Regions from separate parts of the Salmo salar genome. Here region 1 is linked to region 2. The links are chromatin contacts, called in public Hi-C maps. All regions are on one chromosome and are shown on one strand. Each heading gives the region's core, a stretch centred on a gene start, on an enhancer-like site or on the middle of the called end of the contact. The rest is flanking DNA. Distances are from core to core; before and after follow the strand shown.

The links. Hi-C and Micro-C count contacts between places; a contact is called where the count stands out from the background.
Region 1: a contact with region 2 is called in a Hi-C map of muscle, with 3 times the contacts expected there. The contact joins the promoter of LOC106604766 here to the promoter of bcorl1 in region 2. A contact is called at or near these places in 2 of 3 Hi-C or Micro-C datasets (gill and muscle).

The regions. Positions count from the first base shown.
Region 1 is chrssa05:37,141,564-37,146,958 of Ssal_v3.1, reverse strand. LOC106604766 (lipid droplet-regulating VLDL assembly factor AUP1) reads right to left here and starts at 3,126. Exons shown (of 12, transcript XM_014199777.2): 1 at 2,871-3,126; 2 at 2,381-2,518; 3 at 791-941; 4 at 12-199. The coding sequence starts at 2,911.
Region 2 is chrssa05:37,006,670-37,011,937 of Ssal_v3.1, reverse strand. bcorl1 (BCL6 corepressor-like 1) reads right to left here and starts at 2,241. Exons shown (of 12, transcript XM_014199766.2): 1 at 2,035-2,241. It overlaps trnav-uac (transfer RNA valine (anticodon UAC)), which reads left to right and starts at 4,806; the gene lies at 4,806-4,878.

The DNA.
Region 1 (5,395 bases), core at 1,877-4,376, 130 kb before region 2:
TTGTGGCTCACCTGAACTTGAGCAGGCCAGCGCGCCCGTTGGTGGTGTCCTCCTCGGGAAAGAGGAGCAGGGGCAGAGTTTCTGGAGAGGAGCAGTATCTCCTGAGGGACTCCTCCATCTCATCCTGGCCCGATATGGCCCCCAGCTCCATGAAGCCTCTGGCCCAACACACGAAGCCTGCAGAGTCCTCCAGCATAGGCTGAGCAGAGGAACAGGTCACAAGTCATGGTAAAAATGAATAACAAACACTGGCTGATGGCGTAAGGTTGAGTCAACGCAGCTGCATTTGAAAAAAAGATCTCTTTGTTCAGCTGGGCAAGAACAACCAATGATGTTTACAAACCCTGGATTGCTGATGCTACGTATTGGCCATTGAGCAGCTTTGACGCCACCGGTCTGCCATATTGGCACTCCCCAGTAGGAGCAGTCCTCTTTAGGAATGAATGGAATTCTACAGTATTTCAATTAAATGGAGCAAATTACCTTAGTCATACCTAAACAATGTCTTTATATATTTCTTTATGTTTAGTTCATATCATATAATGTAAAAGTATGCATGAAGGTGTCTGTAATATAATAAATGTGGCAAAAACTAATGTAGACATTAAATGCATTTCTATAGCTTCCAGAATATTTTTTACAATTGTGGGGGAGTGCCAAGATGGAGGCACGGTGGCTTCAACACAGTGCCCCCTATCAGTCATCTATTGTATATATAAAATCATTGAGAACAACTCAAGGAGCTCAAAGTGCAACACGATGAATAGCTTCACTTCAACAAAACACTCACCGTATTGCAGGAAGTCAGAAGATTGACAATGTTGTGGTCAAACTGGGTCACGTGATTGCAGATGTACAGTTTTGTGCTTTTGTCTCTTAAACGTGGGCTGTTCTGTCTGACGTGCATACCAAGGACTGAGAACATTATTCTCACAATGAATCTGGAACAGGAAGAATTCTTTGAGTTTGATCCAGTGAACACAAAACAGGATATGTTTTAAAATGGAGAAATACTAGACAAACTGCAAATTTGCCAAGACTTCCCACAATTGGTTCCTTCAAATGTGCACCCTTCTTTGGTTGAGGCATACCCATATTGGGAGAAGCCAATAGCAGAGGTGCGTAAAGATGGTGGCCCACCATGTACTTAAACTATCAAAATAAATTAAGTCGCACACTCCATGTATAATCCCCCAGCAATTTAATGGGTATTTATGTATAATCTTTGGTAAATACCCATTAAATTGCTGGGAGACAATACATGGAGTGTGCGACTTTATTTTGATAGTTTATTCGCCGTTAGTAAGCACCTCCACACAAACTATTGTTCTGGGTGTGTGCCAGCTCGTTTTTAAAGCCCCATGTACTTACCACAAATGCCTTGTTTTCTAAGTTTGTTGTATTGTACATTTCTTTCCTTTACTCTTTTTTGTGTTGTCATTAGCAAAGTATACATGAACCCAATTCTAGCTCCAGGACGCCGGCAATTTGAAAAACTGAAAAAGTATATTGTGCTGATTTATTGGTGCATTGAACCATGTTTAAAAACCATTTAAAAAGCCATCGTTTAAATCCTCAGTGGACAGTGTACCCCATTCATAGACACTAACTGCTTTAGCGCCTATTGATGTTAGTATCTCCTGACTGTTTTTTTTTTTTAAAAGAGCCTTGACGCTTGCTTTAAACATTAACACGCGTCGCTGACGGTAGTGTTTTTGAAAGATAAGGAACATATCTTTCATATCAGCGAGTAATACTTTTCTAAAAACAAAAAGGTTAAATTACTACACACCTTCTATTTGGTTAATGTTCCCACACGGCCATATCTCCATGCTACAGTGCTTGTTTACAAAAAAACAGACAGAAGACAAGAGGCCTGTGCTAATTAGCTATCTAGTGTGCTCCAAACACCTGTGTGTAAGGGTAACTCTGGAAGTGTAGTGGAAGTGTAGTTTAGTCAGATGGAGGCACCCATAGCTGAATGGATCTGTGTAAAACTGCTACAGTAAGTGTATATTTTTTATTTGAAGGGTTCTTTCTCTTCTGATGAAAGATAAGGGCCATATGTTTTGATAGCCTTGATTATTGACGTGTCTAAACACAGCATCGGGATTGTAGTTCACAGGAGCCAGTCATGGGCGAAGCTAATTGCTCAGAACTGTAGGGAGAAGACAGAATGCCTAAAGTTTAAGCACTATGGATAGCGGTTTAACAATGACATAACTGAAATCTGACATCTTTATGCCCCTTCACCATTGTGGCAGTATTGACAGATTTGTTTTTATTTTAAGCAGGAAGTCACCCCACTGTGTATGATTTTGTCATTATGCTGAGTCAACCTAACATTTAATAAGATAACCAATTGCAAAACTACCCTTACCTTCTAGCAAGACTGTCTGGGAGTGCACAGCTCACCAAAAACACATGTGCACCTACGAAGAGTCGTAGTAACATCAAACACAGGCCAACTGGAGAGTAAAGCAACACCAGCAAAAGGACCAGTCCATCGTTTGGCAACCTGTTTGGGACAAACACAGAGACAGCTCAGTGTTATCCTTGACAGGAAGAATATTCTGAGTCCAAGGGGACAGATTATATGCTTCTAGCTAGGAAACTAATGTAACGGCTACCGACCAAGCTACTTGTTAGCTAGCCGTTAATGGATAATAGTATTGATATCTTGTAGGCTAATTTACTTACAGTAACTAACAAGCTAAATGAACGCCAAGAAGACGACGACTTAGCTAGCTAATAGCCAGAGCCGATTATGAGTAAGACTATTGGAAATCTCTGCCATGGGTATCGGTGGACTGATAAACTCATTTAGCTGCTGGCTAGCTTGTCTTGAAAACAACACTTCTTGTTCTTACCGCTGGAAGTCAAACATCTGTTCTATTCCTCGAGTTTCCATTATTTCACCTAATCTGTAGGTTGAGAAAGTTAATTACACCCGTCACTTTCCTGCATACTACCTAATCAACCATTTAATTCGAAACGATAAAAGGTCAAACTGGTAACAATTTATTTGCTCATGTTGATGCTGGCTAACGTTTCCAGCTAGTCTACCTCGGGCGCCATGTTCAACGCTAGAAAGAGATCAGCGTCTCGTCAGCAACACAAAAAGTACTTCCGGGTTACGGAATTTCGGAACATTTCCAAATAAAAGTCCATGTAATAGTAGAAAGGTGTCAATAACCTGTATTTATTCATGATATAAAAATACCTGTCTAAACATGAACAATTATTCATATTTAAATGACATTTGCATTACATTTGTGTTTTAAAACATGTTCCAAGGTTAAATAAATGTGAATCACTGTAGATGGTATACACATTGATTTATAGAGCAAAAACTATTCTTGGTTCCGCAGTAAAAATTGGGTAGGGAATGGTCAGACATTGTTGCATGTGCAGCATTGACCGTGCAGAGATTGAACGCAAGCCTCTCGTGCTCCAGGAACAACAAATGCGCTCATTGACTGACAGGGGGCGGGGCTAGGTCTGTGTGGAACGCAGCATGGAGAGAGAGAGAGCGGAGAGAAATTAGTCAAGTAGCGAAGTAAGCAAAAAAATGCACGTTACACACGGCGTATTATATTTAACAAACCGAACATTCAAATACTGTTATAGAAGGTAATGTAAAAAAAAAAAAAATGTCCATGCATCAATACGGGTATATCGTAAAATACGGTATGTTGGTATATCGTAAAATAAGGTATACCGCCCAGCCCTAATTGTGGCCAATGTAATGGGCGGATTATTCAGAGCCCCATGAAATGACACCATATTGATTGACAGGGGGCGGGGCTAGGATGACCAAGAGGATATTTTCGCTTTGCTTCTTAATATAAATCCACTAATTCGGTGTCTACTCTGTCACAATAACTCCTCCCTGGCATGTTCATTTGTTTTCATGTCAAACACTGTATTCGAATAATTATTCTATTTTTATGATTCCAACAGTTCAACCAAGTGTTTTGCTCTAAATCGAATCGCAACATTTGGTTTAAAATAAGGCCTATATTGTTTGCCCATATCGTGCAGATCTTATGTGGCAGTGTGGAAATGATTTCAAATGAGTTCAGGAAAACCCAAAATTATTTTGGGTTGAATTGAACAGTATAAAACAATCAGAATGGAGAACGACCCATTGAAATCACTTAGAATATATGTGTTGCCACCCTAGGGTCAGGCACTACTCATAAAGCAAATTTAGAACTTTTATTATTCAAAAATATAAAATACAGTCATACCGTCAAAAAAAACAAAAAACAATAACGTTCACTATTATACATTAAATATCGCTTTATAGAGAAAAAAAAAACATTATTTGTGCTGATGTAAAAGTGGGGTTGGGATTACTCACTAGTGTCTGTAGAATCTATACAGTGCATTCGGGAAAGTATTCAGACCCCTTGACTTTTTCCACATTTTGTTACGTTACAGCCTTATTCTAAAATGGATTAAATCGTTTTTTCCCCCTCATCAATCTACACACAATGCCCCATAATGACAAAGCAAAAACAGTTTTTTTTTTAATTTTAGCAAATGTATTACTTTTTTTGTTGTTGTTGAAATACCTTAGTATTCAGACCCTTTGCTATGAGACTCGAAATTGACCTCAGTTACATCCTGTTTCCATTGATCATGCTTGAGATGTTTCTACAACTTGATTGGAGTCCACCTGTGGTAAATTCAATTGATTGGACATGATTTGGAAAGGCACACATCTGTCTATATAAGGTCCCACAGTTGACAGTGAATGTCAGGTTGGGAGAAGGAGGAAATGGCGCCTGTGCTTGAATCCGAAGGGGCGGCTAGTGAAGTGTGTGATAATGAATGGAAAATAGTGAAATCAAAGAATGCAACAAAATGAGCAAAAGTTGTAGTAGAAGACAAGGACCAGCCCGATAAAGCCTTATTGGGCTGCGTTTTTTTTGGAGGAGATTCTTTTGGGAAATCCATTTGTAATATCGAGGACTGTGAAGAAAGCAGTGGGAAAGGTGAATTCAATCAAGGGACTAGAAGCAGCCTTGTTTTGGTTAATTGTGTTGATGAAGAATCTAGCAGAATTGTCCACGTCAGAAGTAACACGTATTGATCTTTGGAGCAGGGCACCTGCCAAAGGAGTTATAGCTGGAGTCTCATTGGATATAAATGATGAGTACCTATGTCAGAAAATCCCAGGAGTGGTCAGTGCATGTTGCCTGACCCGTATGGTAAATGGAATGAAGGAGAAAAGCTTGTGGATATCATTGTTGTTTGATGAGACTCTACCTGAATATGTGAAGCTTGGATATGTAAGTTATGCGGTTAGAGCATTTTTGTCCAAACCATTACAGTGTGGAAATTGTAAAGGATATGGTCGTGTCAAATGTTTGCAGACAAGATAATT
Region 2 (5,268 bases), core at 992-3,491:
ATGAAATATGATGCTGATAATCACTCCTCTCATATACGCCATTACAGGTGGTAATTAACAATTAACAACACATCTTTCACGTTTTGGAGCATTGATGAATTGTTTTCATTGAGTTGTAAATGCTGAGGTAAAATTGGTGTGAATTACCAAGGTTAGAGGATCAGCCTTTCCACCAATTTAACACTGATTGCAAGTGTCAACGAGTGTCAGGTGGATACATCTTACAGTTAACTTGAACAGGCTTGTCCTAAAAATACACTGGAATGTTTCGCCACTCGATATAATGAGGCTATAATATGCGAGCTGAGAACCTATAAGTTATATTACCTTGCAAGGTCAAACCGCCTAAAGACAGGTCTCGAAGCCTGTGGTGTCTGCTTAATGCAGAATAGACACAATAGCGTACGCCAAAACATTCAGCAGGCCACGCGTTCATACAGTTGACATCTAGGGGAAAAAAGCCTTTGGCACATCTGGCTTTCCCAATTTCGGATACCTTTAATCAGGCCAGCGCAGGATTCTTACCTAAATCATACGCAGGTAAAAACTAAGTAGCTTATGGAACACAATATCACAGACTTGTGAATGACAGAACTGTGATATATACAACCGGTTATAGCAAACGTCTAAATGACTGGTAGTCTAAATGATAATGGAAGTAAACAAGTTTGTTGTTTAACAATGACCTATTTCTTCCCTGTCTCCCGGCTGTTGCTGCACAGTGATGCACCACACCGGATACATCTTCGTCTTTCTACTATTTCGCAGCCTTCATCTCGAGGAAGGTAGCTAGCTATTGGAGTGTAGGATCATTTGCCCATTGCCAAACACCATTCACTCGCGAATAGCACTGAGTGTTGCATGTCGGCTGACAGACTAGTCGTTGACATATTGCCAAATATCAAAATAGAACCAATATACACACCACACTACACGAGCTACAGAATAACACGACTGATTTTTGTGCCTTCCTATCGAGCACAAGCGGAACCAGGTTGTCTCCACATTGCATTGTGTCAGAGCGGGGTTACCCAGAGACCTCAACGACAGAGCGAAAGCAATCCCGGTTGTGGCCGGCTGCTCCGGTCTTCAGCTATCGACTAGTTTTGGTCACTGCCACTACCAGTGAACGTTTGAAGCCATAGGCTCAAAAAAACGTAAATACAGTGAATATACATTTGCACACTGCAGTGCACATTTGATTGGTGATCAAAAACAATCACACTTAAAACAGCAAGTTTACAGTGAATGAAGCCACAATGTTTTGTTTGAGGCCTCGTCAAAATTATTGTCGTTCCCTTTCAAAATGGGGCTTAGGCTACCGAGAGTAAATTTGGTCGATTTATGGAATATTCGAACGCCTCGTCCAAACAACCTAGGCCTGGGATACTGCTGCTACAGAGTAGTAGCTACAGCATGGCATGTCCCGTCTGAGTTCGCGGTTGCCATTACCTGACATCATGTTTACGTTGAGAATGTAGTAAATCATGCAAAGCATGAAATATGTCACTACCAACTATGTAAAAAGACGATTACTTTTGTTCATATGTGCGTAAATGGATTGGACCTGATGTAGGCTATACCATGGAGGCAGAGAACAAGTTGGAGACGATGCTCTGAGTTGGCAGGTTGAGGATGCCACGATGTGTAAACTCATGGCAGATAGAAGATTCCTGTTATAATGAAATACAGTGAAACTAGAATTCACTACCTTTTTTGGTTGTAGTAGCCTTAGCAAAATATAATGTGGGCCACTGCCGACTGAGACAGGATTTCACCCCAAGAAACATGTGACACGTTTATCCTCACACTTGAAGACTTTACATTACCAAATGCATACCTTGAATACCGTTAGACAGGTTTGTTATGGCCTGTACGTGGATTTACAAACTTTACTGTACACAATTATTCACAGCAAAAGTTTGGGAGAGTTGACTGTTGCCCTCCATGCCGTTGTGCAATGCCCCCCTTATTGCCCCCTGCTCTCCAGTACGCCTTTGTTATTAGTAATCGCATGGTATCGCACCGCCTTACCTTGCGCTCCAAACTGCCCTTTCAAAGCTTGCAAATAGAGCTTTTCACACCACGACAAGTGATTGTTTGAGACTTGGTGACTTCTGTTACGGGTCAGGAATGTGATTTTGTGGTAGAATAATTCCAGTGTGACATGTCGGCTTCTCCTCGCGATCTTCTCTCATCGCCCGTTTTCAGACCGCAGCAGCTGGAGATGAAAATCGCGCACCCTGGGTCCTAGCGCCGACAGAGGCCTACAGGTGAATAACAGGTGGTGACCGTAGTCGAGTCCTTATATAATTGTAAATTCCTATTCAAAACATGAACATTTTTTGGAATCATCTTTGGAAATTAGAATCTTCCCTTCCAATACGGAAATAGGTCTACCACAAAAGCCAAACTCTGATGACCCAAGTGATGTTATGGCTGCAAGTGTGTGTTTATGAACCATCATTAGATAGCTGACAGAATGGTATAATTATTAAGCATAGGCACATCATACTATTTGGCTACTGGATATTTCTTCCTGACAATGATATGAATGTAAGGAAAGATACTAAACTATAAGAATAAAACAATTGTGGCACTAATTTGGGATTTTTTTCTTCTGCAACGCATAACACATGATCAATATGATGACATAAAATACGTGTTGTGTAAAAGCTTACATTGTTATCATGAGGGTTTGGACAGGAGTGTCCATCTTCATATTACTGTAAAGTTATTATTGCCATTCAATAAGAATGCACATTTCATTTACGTCGCATTCTAGTGCCCTATAATTACACCCAAGACACAAATAACTTCGGCAGTATCCGTGTCTCAACGTTGCTGTCCTGTTTCCACTAAAATTTCACAAAATTGCGTTATTACATATGCGATGTGAAAAGAGGACACTTCGTTTAGTTACTGAGGTTTAGAGACTTGAGTGAAGCTAGCCACAATAAGGATTAGCAACAATAGAGGGATTTGCATTTCGCCATCAAAATAAAAGTCCCCTGTTGAAACATCCAAACGGATCCAAATAGTGGAATAAGGCCATATTTGGACTAGATAATGCTAAACAAGATATGTTGTTATATAACGTAAAAATAAATACAATAATTTATTAATTTGACAATAAACAGCAAAAACATTGTGGATTTATTAAACTGCATAATTGCATTGGGTGTGCTGCAACCTATTCTGTACATAAATCCGAGGACACTCCAATTAGTATATGTTACGTTTGGTATAGTTACCTTATATAGATGGTTACTTAAGGCAAAAACAAAAGGAGTATGGTTAACAGGAACTTCTAGCAACTCAAAGGTTGCGAGTTCAAATCTCATTCACAGACAATTTTAGCTAATTTGCAACTTTTCAACTACTTACTACTTTTTTAGCTACTTTGCAACTACTTAGCATGTTAGCTAACCCTTTCCCTAACCCTAACCCTTTTAGCTAACTATTTAACCTAAGTCCTAGACTAGCTAACATTGGCGAGCTAGCTAATGTTTGCAATCTAGCTAGAATTCGTAACATATCATACGTTAGCAAATTGGTAACATATTGTATGTTTTTCAAATTGTTAACATGTAGTACGTTTTGCAAATTCGTAACATATAATACGAATTGTAATTCGTAACATATATTGCGAAATTGGTGATGGACAACCACAAATTAATATATGCCATACGAAACGTAACATATCATACTAAATGGAGTGCATCGGATTTATTTACAGAATAATACGAACTGCTCTGAGACCAGGTTGGGCATACATATATGCACTGTACAGCCTTGGCTATGGCGCCTTACCTACTATTGTGACTAATCCTTATTGTGGCTAGCTTCACACAGGTAGATTATAGACCTCAACCTTCCACTCCATACGGGTGACTAGAGTGGCAATCCAAGAAGCCAGTCAAGTATAATGTAGGCATTAGGCAACCAGTTTTACCTCCCCATAAACGAGAACCCTGTAGCCTGTGTGGTGGTCACGAGGGTGTGTCTCACGGTGTCCTGCTTTCCTCATTTGTACAAAACAGGCGACGGAAATGGATAACAGTTTGTCATACTGTACCAGCTTGAGTTGGTCCGACGAACGTGCTGTACAGAGAGTAGAGACTGGAGAGCCTTTCAAATGTTCTCTAATTTATAAAACCGTTATTATTGGTCAATTAAAATAAATAACCATGTTGCTCAAATTATGTATATAGACCCATTACACAATCCGTCATAACCAATGCATTCCGGACATTTCACAAGGGGAAAGAAACATGGTGTCAGTTGAGCCTGGTAAAAGTTTCGGTTTTGCACATTGTGCGCTAAAAACCTATGGATCCAACTCAACGAGAGGTATGTCGGTGCCGGTACGGATTAAATAGTTTATTATAGGCCAGCATTTTAATGTTCATGCAACGTGTACATTTGCCATTTTTAGATCAAGTTCGTATTTGGTGACTATTTATGGCGCAGGTTTTATGCCGCAGATGGTGCTGAATAAAAGCAGAAAGCTATAATACTAACATGACACAACTTAGCACTAAACCAAATAGCTTGCCATTGCAAATGCAGTTGTACACACGACTGCACACCCCGGCATTAATATAGGCCTATACAGCTAATCGATTCCAACAAGACTGCAATTCCATGCGTGTCTCAAAAATGAAGATATTATCATCTCATAATATTTCAAGCAGTTAAATACATCTAATATAGGTCAAACAATATTAATTCATGAAAAACATTCAGAACTACCGTGACGTCGTCATCTACTAGAACAGTGTATTTTACCAATGTTACCAACTGGTTCCATAGTGTAGTGGTTATCACGTCTGCTTTACACGCAGAAGGTCCTGGGTTCGAGCCCCAGTGGAACCACCACTTTTTGATGACCTAGATAAAACATTGAACGCTCCATACTGATAGCTAAATGTAGGTTAATACATACATCACAAATCAATATCTAAGATCTGTTATCTAACGAAAATTATAGACAATATAACAACATTTGTTCTCAGATAATCACAGATTTAGTGGTCACTGGTCTACAGTACATGCCAGTATGGTACCAAACTTCCTATGTATTATCTCAATAACAAACAAGCTGCCTATTGTAAACTGCATTGTGCCAGTGGTTCCCAAACTTTTTATAATCTCGTACCCCTTCAAACATTCAACCTCCAGCTGCGTACCCCCTCTAGCACCAGGGTCAGCGCACTCAAATGTTGTTTTTTGCCATCATTGTAAGCCTGCCACACACAGGATACA